Regions from separate parts of the Zea mays genome. Here regions 2 and 3 are each linked to region 1. Evidence: chromatin contacts called from public Hi-C data. All regions are on one chromosome and are shown on one strand. Each heading gives the region's core, a stretch centred on a gene start, on an enhancer-like site or on the middle of the called end of the contact. The rest is flanking DNA. Distances are from core to core; before and after follow the strand shown. Region 1 holds the start of LOC100273426. Region 2 holds the start of LOC100283074 (rad1-like protein). Region 3 holds the start of LOC103629429 (alpha/beta-Hydrolases superfamily protein).

The links. A called contact is a pair of places that touch in the nucleus more often than the background predicts.
Region 2: a contact with region 1 is called in a Hi-C map of ear, with 4 times the contacts expected there. The contact joins the promoter of LOC100283074 here to the promoter of LOC100273426 in region 1. A contact is called at or near these places in 8 of 25 Hi-C or Micro-C datasets (bundle sheath, ear, endosperm and 4 more) and 1 of 3 datasets of contacts at active chromatin or transcription factors (leaf).
Region 3: a contact with region 1 is called in a Hi-C map of endosperm, with 3 times the contacts expected there. The contact joins the promoter of LOC103629429 here to the promoter of LOC100273426 in region 1. A contact is called at or near these places in 2 of 25 Hi-C or Micro-C datasets (ear and endosperm).

The regions. Positions count from the first base shown.
Region 1 is chr6:74,945,483-74,948,600 of Zm-B73-REFERENCE-NAM-5.0, forward strand. LOC100273426 reads left to right here and starts at 1,579. Exons shown (of 1, transcript NM_001147863.2): 1 at 1,579-2,586. The coding sequence starts at 1,796. The coding sequence ends at 2,350.
Region 2 is chr6:74,715,252-74,718,369 of Zm-B73-REFERENCE-NAM-5.0, forward strand. It overlaps LOC100283074 (rad1-like protein), which reads left to right and starts at 1,566. Exons shown (of 7, transcript NM_001155976.2): 1 at 1,566-1,774; 2 at 1,869-1,958; 3 at 2,044-2,198; 4 at 2,594-2,714; 5 at 2,805-2,924; 6 at 3,015-3,085. The coding sequence starts at 1,661.
Region 3 is chr6:74,743,220-74,746,337 of Zm-B73-REFERENCE-NAM-5.0, forward strand. It overlaps LOC103629429 (alpha/beta-Hydrolases superfamily protein), which reads left to right and starts at 1,419. Exons shown (of 2, transcript XM_008650553.3): 1 at 1,419-2,833; 2 at 2,962-3,118. The coding sequence starts at 1,671.

The sequences.
Region 1 (3,118 bases), core at 329-2,828:
CTTCCTGTGGAAGAGTGTCCATGTTTAATTCTGTCGTACTTTGATAATGATACTTGTTAAGGTATTATGATCTAGATGATGTAATAAAGTTACTCTACTCCCTTTTACGCTTTTATTGCATTATCTTTTGATACATATACACTTGTGCCATCAACATATGTGTAGAAAATGGATCCTGGCACACATATGCTATGCATTCGGTTTTGTCCCCAAAACCGATTGTGACAATCTCTAGGTGTATATACTTCTAGAAGAAGTTGTTTTGCCATATTGATACGGTTTTACAAGGATCAGGGGGAGCACATTTCTAAATTTAGCCCTTATAGAAGATTCTATAGAATCCAGATCCTGAAGATCGAAATTTGTCCTAATGGCAGCTGTTACTCTTTTTCCCTTGGTGAGTTTTTCTGAAGTTTCTCACATAAGGTTTTTAACGAGACAACAAAGTGCAAATGTAATTTGCGTCACCATGTACTCTTTCTCCATATTTTTCCACTAGGTTTTTGGGAGTTTTAACGAGGCATGTGTTGATCGCGATATTCGCCCAAGGGAGAGTGTTAAGTAACCCTAGTTAGGGTTATATAGGCAAATACCGACTTTGCTCCTGAGGGGTCTCACATCTCTATATAAGGAACATGTACACCCTCTTATAATATACAGATATAAAGAGGCCAGAGGTCCAACACTACATATTGTGTCTCATGTGTTCTATGAGTGTGTGGACTGCTGGGAAAGGGAACGGGCTTCTATGACTTCTCGTGCCTCTACTACTAACGGGGAAAGGAGTGGATCCATAGTAACGTAGTTCTCAATAAATATAATTGAAAGGGGCCTATAACTTTATAAGGAAGAAAGATCCTTACTATTCAATTTTAAATAGCAAGAGATTTATGCTTACTAAGTGCCGAGCGAACGGCCCGCGTAGCACGCCCAGCGTAGCTGAAACCAAACAAAATTGGGACCATTCTCATAAAAAATTAACAGTGAGCCACATATACCTACACTGATTCGGGTCCTGTGACCAGGTGGCACCCGATGCCGCGCTGACCAGGTTCCCACTCTTCAGCCCATTTCTTTTATGGGCCCAATTCCATTTCGTACAAGTCCCCTCGCCTCGCGTCCTTCAGCCCGTTTCTTTTCTGGCTGATTCCGTTTCGCGCGTGGGCTCGATTCTTTATTCTGTGCCGTACGTGCCTCCTCCGCGCTTGCCAAATCTCTGTTCCGTGGGAGTGGGAACGCTTTTTCTTGACCAAAAACATTTTTGAGGGGCAATCCGCAAAAACCCTATCCCAAAATCCCAACTCCATCGCCCGCGAACCACTCGAAGTCGGCTCACCTCAGTACCCCACTGCTCGGTGTTCACTCCGGTCGGGCCATGGCGCGCGCCGGCGTCTCTACCGCGCCGCTCTCCCGCACTCACCTCCTCCCACCACGTCCTTCCCTCCTCCACAACACGCAGCCCCACTCCCTCCTCCTCCGGCCCCAGCGCAAGGCGCCCGCCACCACCGCGGCGGCGCTGCCGCCGGCCGCGGACTTCCCGGCGCTGTCCCTCCCGGCCGCGGCCGCCGCGGCGGCCGCGCTGGCGGCGGCGGTGTCACTTTCCGACCCCGAGCGGCGGCGGCGCTCGCAGGCCGAGGCGGCCGGCGGCGGGGACAAGGAGGCCGTCCGCGCCTACTTCAACTCGACGGGGTTCGAGCGGTGGCGCAAGATCTACGGGTCGGCAACGGAGGGCGTGAACCGCGTGCAGCTTGACATCCGCGAGGGCCACGCGCAGACGGTGGCGGCGGCGCTGGCCATGCTCCGCGATTCCCCGCTGGAGCTGGCGGGCGCCACCGTGTGCGACGCCGGCTGCGGGACGGGGTCGCTGGCCATCCCGCTCGCGGCGGCGGGCGCCGACGTCCTGGCCTCCGACATCTCGGCGGCCATGGTGTCGGAGGCGCAGCGGCAGGCGGCGGCGCAGTCGTCGTCGTCGTCGTTCCGGATGCCGCGGTTCGAGGTCCGCGACCTGGAGAGCCTGGAGGGGCGGTACGACGTGGTGGTGTGCCTGGACGTGCTCATCCACTACCCGCGGGAGGAGGCGCGCGCCATGATCCGCCACCTCGCGTCGCTGGCGGACAAGCGGCTGCTCATCAGCTTCGCGCCCAGGACGCTCTACTTCGACTTCCTCAAGCGCGTGGGCGAGCTGTTCCCGGGCCCGTCAAAGGCCACGCGCGCCTACCTGCACGCCGAGGCCGACATCGAGGACGCGCTCCGCCAGGCCGGCTGGCGCGTCGCCAACCGCGGCTTCATCTCCACGCAGTTCTACTTCGCCAAGCTCTTCGACGCCGTGCCCGTCGGCTCCTCGACGTAGCCGTGTAGGCCGCCCGCCGTGTGCTTGTGTGTTTGTTTGCCTCACGCGACTGTTTATAGAGCTCCAGACGGTCGCCGCAGCGCGCGCGGCGGCGTAGCCTGTTTGTACTTGCAAGCTCACTCAGTTCCATTCCGTAGCTTGATGCCTTGATTGATTCCCACGTAGACTTCCATCGACAAACACAATTGCAGGGTTTTGAGTTTTTGACCCAAACGACACGACAAAGAGTTCTTATCATCCAGGGGCCTCGACCACCGTGCTCGTTTTACAAAAGCTGTAATTAAAGACTACTTTGCAAGATTATCGTGATTTTCATTCATATTTTATGTGATATGGCTTTCGATTTTATATTTTAGTCACAATTTCAGTTTATAGAAATTGGATTCGAAGAAACTAATATCTCCTCTTAGCTAATAAATAAAAACACGTTTCAAAAAAAACCGGATTACTTCTAAACATGACCTAAGAAACTAAACAACTCTTTATGATTATAAATTTGGCTATTACATAATAATAGTATATGTGTAATTAGACATGGACATTCAATTCGATTTTTTTTAGAAAAATCGATTCCTATAAAACTAGAACTGAAATATGCATCTAGGACAGACAGAACTGAAACATTTGATTTCGGTTCTAACCAAACAAATCAAAGTTTAGCAAAAAAACAACATAATTTAGATTTTAGCAAAAAAAAATATTAGATGATCAGATGGATGATTAGGGTTAGTTGGTTAGAGAAAGATTGATTTTAGATGGGTTGTGTGC
Region 2 (3,118 bases), core at 316-2,815, 230 kb before region 1:
CACCAAATCCTCTAAAGCTTCTGTCGCCATCTGAGGTATTTTTCTCGATTTGAAACCGGTCAACATCCATACCCCATTTACAAGCTATATGTGAGTTAAATCCATCATCACATTCCCCCAGTATATTGTGTTCTATTTCAAAAAGCAACCCATTTCGTCGTTTTTATTTAGGGTTTATATTGATTCAAGTGGAATAAGTAACAATGGGGTTGTCTGTTTCAACGATTTGTAGACACTACTAGATAAATTATCGTATTTGGTGTTACTAGCGTCGGTGTCGTTTTTGATACATTATCTATGGTTAGGGTTTATGGTATATATTCACATTCAGACAGCTATATGTCATATGGATCACATTAGCAGGGAACTTAATCAATGCAATTTCAGTCCAATAGAGTTTTAAAAAAATTTCCAACACATGAACACCCACATTTATTAATTTTGTTAGGGTTTATGAACTTTTTGTCCATTCACTAGTCACATTTATATGAAGCGGATAGACATTATTCCCGTTGCTAGTTATTCATTAAGGCTTTATTAGCACAATCTGTCATGCAAATTGTTGTAGAAATAATCCTTTTTATAAAGGAATAAATATTGTTCGAGTTCATATCTTCTATGCAAAACGTATATACTATCTATGCATTGAAACATTTTTTCAATAAATGCAGACATCGCCATTGGTTCCTTTGTTTCCTGCACCATGAGGTCGGTTGACCGCCCTCCCCATAATCCGAAGAGAATAACGATCGAGTCAAACATTACATACACTAGTTGAGCTTTGTCCCTAATCATGACTAATTGTTATTTGTCTTGATCAAATGTCCTCTTCCCCTAGCCGGCAATGTCCCGGCTTCTCAAAATCTAGGAAGTAAGTTCTTTGAAAAATAATCATTATGAAAAGATACTCCACTACAAATAAAGAAAGCTACTTTTTCTAATAAAGGAATAAATCATAAAAGTAAAGAAAGAGATCAAAAGTGGGTAACATGAGTAGTTTGTCTAATGGGATGTTTGGTTTCTAGAGACTAATTTTTAATCTCTTCCCTAAATTAGCAAAAACATAGACTAAAAGAGGGATTATAGTCATTGTTTTAGCAATTTAGGCACTAAATAGAGTAATTAAATATCAGAAAATCAAACACCCCCTTAGTATACCAGAAGAGACTTTTATGTTTGTCTAAGAAAAAACGGGCCTATCCATTGGTAGTACTAGTTCGCCCTAGAGGACATAGATAAAATGGACATTTTCGTTTTAAAAACCGCTACCATATATATTTCTTTTTAGGTCCACTACTAAAACCCACTAATATCGGACCACTGATAGCAAACCGCACAACCCTTCAGCCCAAAGCCCAGTGGGCCGTGCGCGTTCCCATCCGCGTCAACGACTTAAGGGCCCATTCGTTTCTGCTAAAACAGACCAGAATTAATTTCAAATCTCCAAAATTTATAGTAATTATTGAAGAAATCAAAGCCAGATATATTACACCCCCTCATTCCAGCGAAACGAACAACTTGTCCATCAAAATGAGGCGAACTTCCCGGTTAGTTCCCGCGAGAGACGTCGTTATTCTCTTCGGATTCTGGGGAGGGCGCGCGCAAAGCAAACCTCAAACGCCAAACGCAACACCCGCCAGCAGGCCACCTGTGAGCAGCGATGAGCTCGTCGACGCCCGGCCGCGACGACGACGCGCCGGACCTCGTCTGCCAGATCGACTGCGTCCACGGCATGGTGGACGCGCTCTCCTCGGTCCGCTGGAAGCGCCACCAGGTCCGTCCGTGAATCTATCGCTGGACCGCCTCCCGCCCCGCCCCGGCTCGGCTCCCAAATCCTAATCCCGAGCCCCGGATTTCCCGTGGCGTAGGACGCGGTGATGGAGCTGTCGGAGCACGGGATCGTTCTCTCCGTAGAGGAGAGCGGTTGTCTCCAGGCCAAGGTCTTCCTCAAGCGCGAGGTGCGCCGCTGCCTCTGTCTGCGCGTCAGCTGTTTGTATTTATGCCTGGGCGCCCCGACCTCTGACATGTTCGGGAATCTCTCAGCTGTTCGTAGAGTACGACTATGCGGGGGACGGGAGGCAGCGGTTCGGCCTCAGCCTGGGTCTCTTCGTCGACTGCCTCAACATCTTCTCATCGCCAGGCCACGCGTCCGCCGTCGAGATCCGTTACCCTGGCCCCGACATGCAGCTTCTCCTCAAGTATGTATGCATGCTCTCTGCGCGCTGGTGCCTATAATCTATCAAGATTCTTGTCTTGTGCATGTGGGGTCCCGGCCTGGTCCCATTTAGGGTGGGGAGAAGAGGTCACATGGACACATTTGTTTTTTTTTAATAATTGGCTGATAATAGCTGGTTCTCTATGCATGTAACTGAATCTAAGAATGTTTGTTTGTTTAGAGCAACCGCTGAAACTCATGCGGCTGTAACTCATACTTCTCAACATCATATGACCCTTGGTCTATACTAAAGAAACACTTCTCTATTAACCTTTGAGATGTTTAATTGGATACAAAGATATATGTAACCTAAGCAGTTCAAAGCATTTAGAAGAATAAAAAATTCTCATTCGAGGGACTCTTGTCATGTCAATGCAGGTCTGTGGGCTCTGCTGATGCATGCCTGTACGCAGAAATCAGAACCAGAATTCCAGACACAGTCTCCTGGGATTACCATTTTGAGCATGCTGGGAATAGTCCAGTCAGTTTTACCGTCAAGGTAGTCTGTCTCGACGCGCCCTGTATATTTGTTGGCACTATGTTATTTTAGTTCACGATGAATAATATGATTCGCTGCCTGAAATTCCAGTCCGCCGTCCTGAAAGAAACGATCGACGACCTCGAATGGCCAGGTTCCAGCATCCAGATTCGAATGCAACCAGATCCTCCAACGGTTATACTGAAAGGCGAAGGTCATGGCGACTTGCAGGTCCGTTTTACAGGTTTGGCTGTTATATATGTTCATTTAGCTCCCAGCTGTGCCTATGACTCACTGTCACTTATTACACAAATTCGGCAGACCGAATTCCCCTACTATGCAAACACCGACCTCCTAATCGTGTTCCAATGCGAGCACGAAGTGTCACACAGGTAAAAAAAATTCCTCGTGCCCAGAGCTGCGCC
Region 3 (3,118 bases), core at 169-2,668, 200 kb before region 1:
CTAGTGGGGGGTCTCTCCAAATGCAAGCAATGGAATTAAATCTGACAGGGAGATTGCGTGCTCGCTCTCATGCGATTAATCTGTTCATGGGCTTCAGGCTCTCTCAAGCAAGTCAGCAGCAGGGACGAGACGGTGGAGCTCCCATGCTGCTGCTGTCGACGGCTCGACGCAACAACAACGATCCATAGGGATGTCTGATCGTTGTCCGGTTCCGTCCGGCCGACCACACGCTAGCTATTCAGTCTTCGTCGACCCCCCACGAATCCACGATAGGTAGGGTCGAGTCCAGAGATGGCGGCGGTCGTTCGTCGACCCAGCAGGTCGGTCGGTCGGTCGGTGTACGTCTTTGGACCCATCGGCGTTGGCTGGAGAACAGTCGGCCGCGGCCGCCCCATGCTGAAGACGTGTCATCCACAGCCCTCCTGCTTGTTGCTCAGCAGTTGCTGTCTAGCCTGCAGTATGCATGTACTGTTTCACATGCATACTACTTCTCTTCTTCTTGATCGATGATGAGCGAGCGGTGGATTGATGGTTCCATTCCAATCCCATGTGTGCAGTAACAATACTTGGACGACGACTGATATATGGAGCTGGACATCTGGAATTCGATCTTTGGACGCCAACGAGCTGCCCTCGCTCTCTAGCTCGTCACGATGAAGAATGCCAGTTTTGTACAGCTGAAACACATGAAGCAAGGCAGGCAAAGATTCATATCCTTCGTATAGGATAGGAGGAGGGATGATGGACGGTGTGTGGCTGCCGAGTTACTAGACAATATATATATAGGTGGGTGATTCCATACAACAAGGATCAGATACGGGCCTGTTTAGTAGCAAAGTTTATTTACAGTTCTAATACAATCTCTATTTTTAAGGCGAAATTCTAGGTACACTGTAAGGCGCAGCCGGGCGGATCCGCACGATCCGACCTCGGGAGTGCGCAGATTTGCTTGACGCGCACCGCCGCGCCGACAGTGACGACACTTTGGCACGCCTAGCTCTACATTAACTTGGCTCAATTTGGTGGTGTGCTACTGTCGGTGTGTGACATAAGTTAGATAAATGACATAAGTTAGTCTAATACGACATAAGATAGTCCATCACATGTGATATATAGTCTATTAACAAACTATGGAGTATTAGAGTTACACATGTGATGTATAGTATGTTATATTAGTATAAATTTGGACAGTATTTTAATAATTTAGACCTGTAAACCCAAATGATGAGCGACCGTTAATCCTCGTCCTGACTCAGCGAGCGAAAAAGAAAAACGCAACTGAGATGCCGGTGGGCGCAAACGCGTATGTAGCTTTCAGGTGGTGGCGGTGCCGCGGTGGGCCTGTGAGCTGGCAGCCGCCGCCGCCCCTCAAGCAGCGAAGCCAACGGAGGCCACAGGCCAGGCGCGGCGAGCTCGGAGAGTCGCGCGCACACATGTACAGTGGGACTGTGGGAGTCCGTCCGAGTATTTAAACCCAAGCATCCAAGCCCCGACTCCCGCACACCACAACGCCCGCCTCCAACCGCGCTTTAATGCGCGCGTTTCCTCTTCCGCGATAAACCCGGCGGCTGCCTGATCAGCCATCACTCCGTTACCCCTCTCTTCTCACAAAAAGGCATCTGCTTGCTTGCTCCGACTAGCCGGGGAGCTAGCGCGCGGGCGATCGAGCAATGCACATCGCGACCTGCGTGTGGCAAGAGAAGGCGGCGCCGGCCGGCGGCATGGGGGGAGCTCGAGTTGCTGGTGGAGGTGGTGGCGGCGAGTGGGGTGCGAGGGCCGCGGCGGCGGCGGCGCTGGGCGTTGCCGGGCGCGCGCTCAACTGCGCGGTGAGCTTCGTGGTGTTCTCGGCGCTGGACGTGCTGGACGTGGTGCTGTGCCTGGCGTACAAGCTGGCGGACTACGCGGCGGAGGCGGAGTGGAGGCCGTGCTACTGCTCCGCGGCGGCGGACCCGCGCGTGGCGCAGCAGCTGCCCCCCAAGCCCAAGGTGGTGCGGCTGTCGGCGGCGTCGCCCGCCAGGTTGCACTTGCAGCTGGAGGACGTGTCGGACACGCTGTACGCGCGGCCGTCGCTGCTGGCCGACGCCACCCGAGCCGGCGGCGACGGCGTCGCCCCTGCGCTCACCGTGAGCCCCGCCGCCATCGCGGCACTGATCCGCGAGAAGACGGACCGCGCGCCGCGGCAGGCGCCGTGCTGGTCTGACTGCGACTGCAAGGTGTGCCACGCCTGGAGCGGGACGTCCCCCGCGTCGTTGTCCCACCTCTACGTGCACGTCCAGGCGCCGCCGGCGATGCCGATGGCAGTGGAGACGGAGGACGTGGTGTTCATCCACGGCTTCATCTCGTCGTCCGCGTTCTGGACGGAGACGGTGTTCCCGGCCTTCAGCCCCGCCGCGCGGTCCCGGTATCGGATGTTCGCCGTGGACCTGCTGGGGTTCGGGCGCAGCCCCAAGCCGGCCGAATCGCTGTACACGCTGCGCGAGCACGTGGAGATGATCGAGCGCTCCGTGCTGCGGCGCTACCGCCTCGGCTCCTTCCACGTGGTGGCGCACTCGCTCGGCTCCGTCCTCGCGCTCGCCCTCGCCGTCAAGTACCCCGCCGCCGTCAAGTCGCTCACCCTCCTCGCTCCGCCATACTTCCCGGTGCCGGAGTCGGAGGCCGAGTCGGCGGCGCAGTACGTGATGCGGCGCGTGGCGCCGCGGCGGGTGTGGCCACCGATCGCGTTCGGGGCGTCCGTGGCGTGCTGGTACGAGCACGTGAGCCGCACCATATGCCTCGCCATCTGCCGGCACCACCGCGTCTGGGACCGCCTCTTCAGGATCGTCACCAGGAACAGGTACGTGCGCGTGCGTGTCACGTCACGTGTGGCTCGTGCATGTTTGCGTTTCGCTGCAAGAAAAAACACGCACACTGCATGCACGCACCATGAGAACTCATGGCTCCTGTCCTGCCGCGGTGGTGCAGGGTGCGCTCGTTCCTGATCGAGGCGTTCATGTGCCACACGCACAACGCGGCGTGGCACACGCTGCACAACGTCGTGTGCGGCGGCGCGGGGCGGATGGGAGCGTACCTGGACGCGGTGGACCGCCGCCTCTCCTGCAAGGTGGCGCTCTTCCACGGC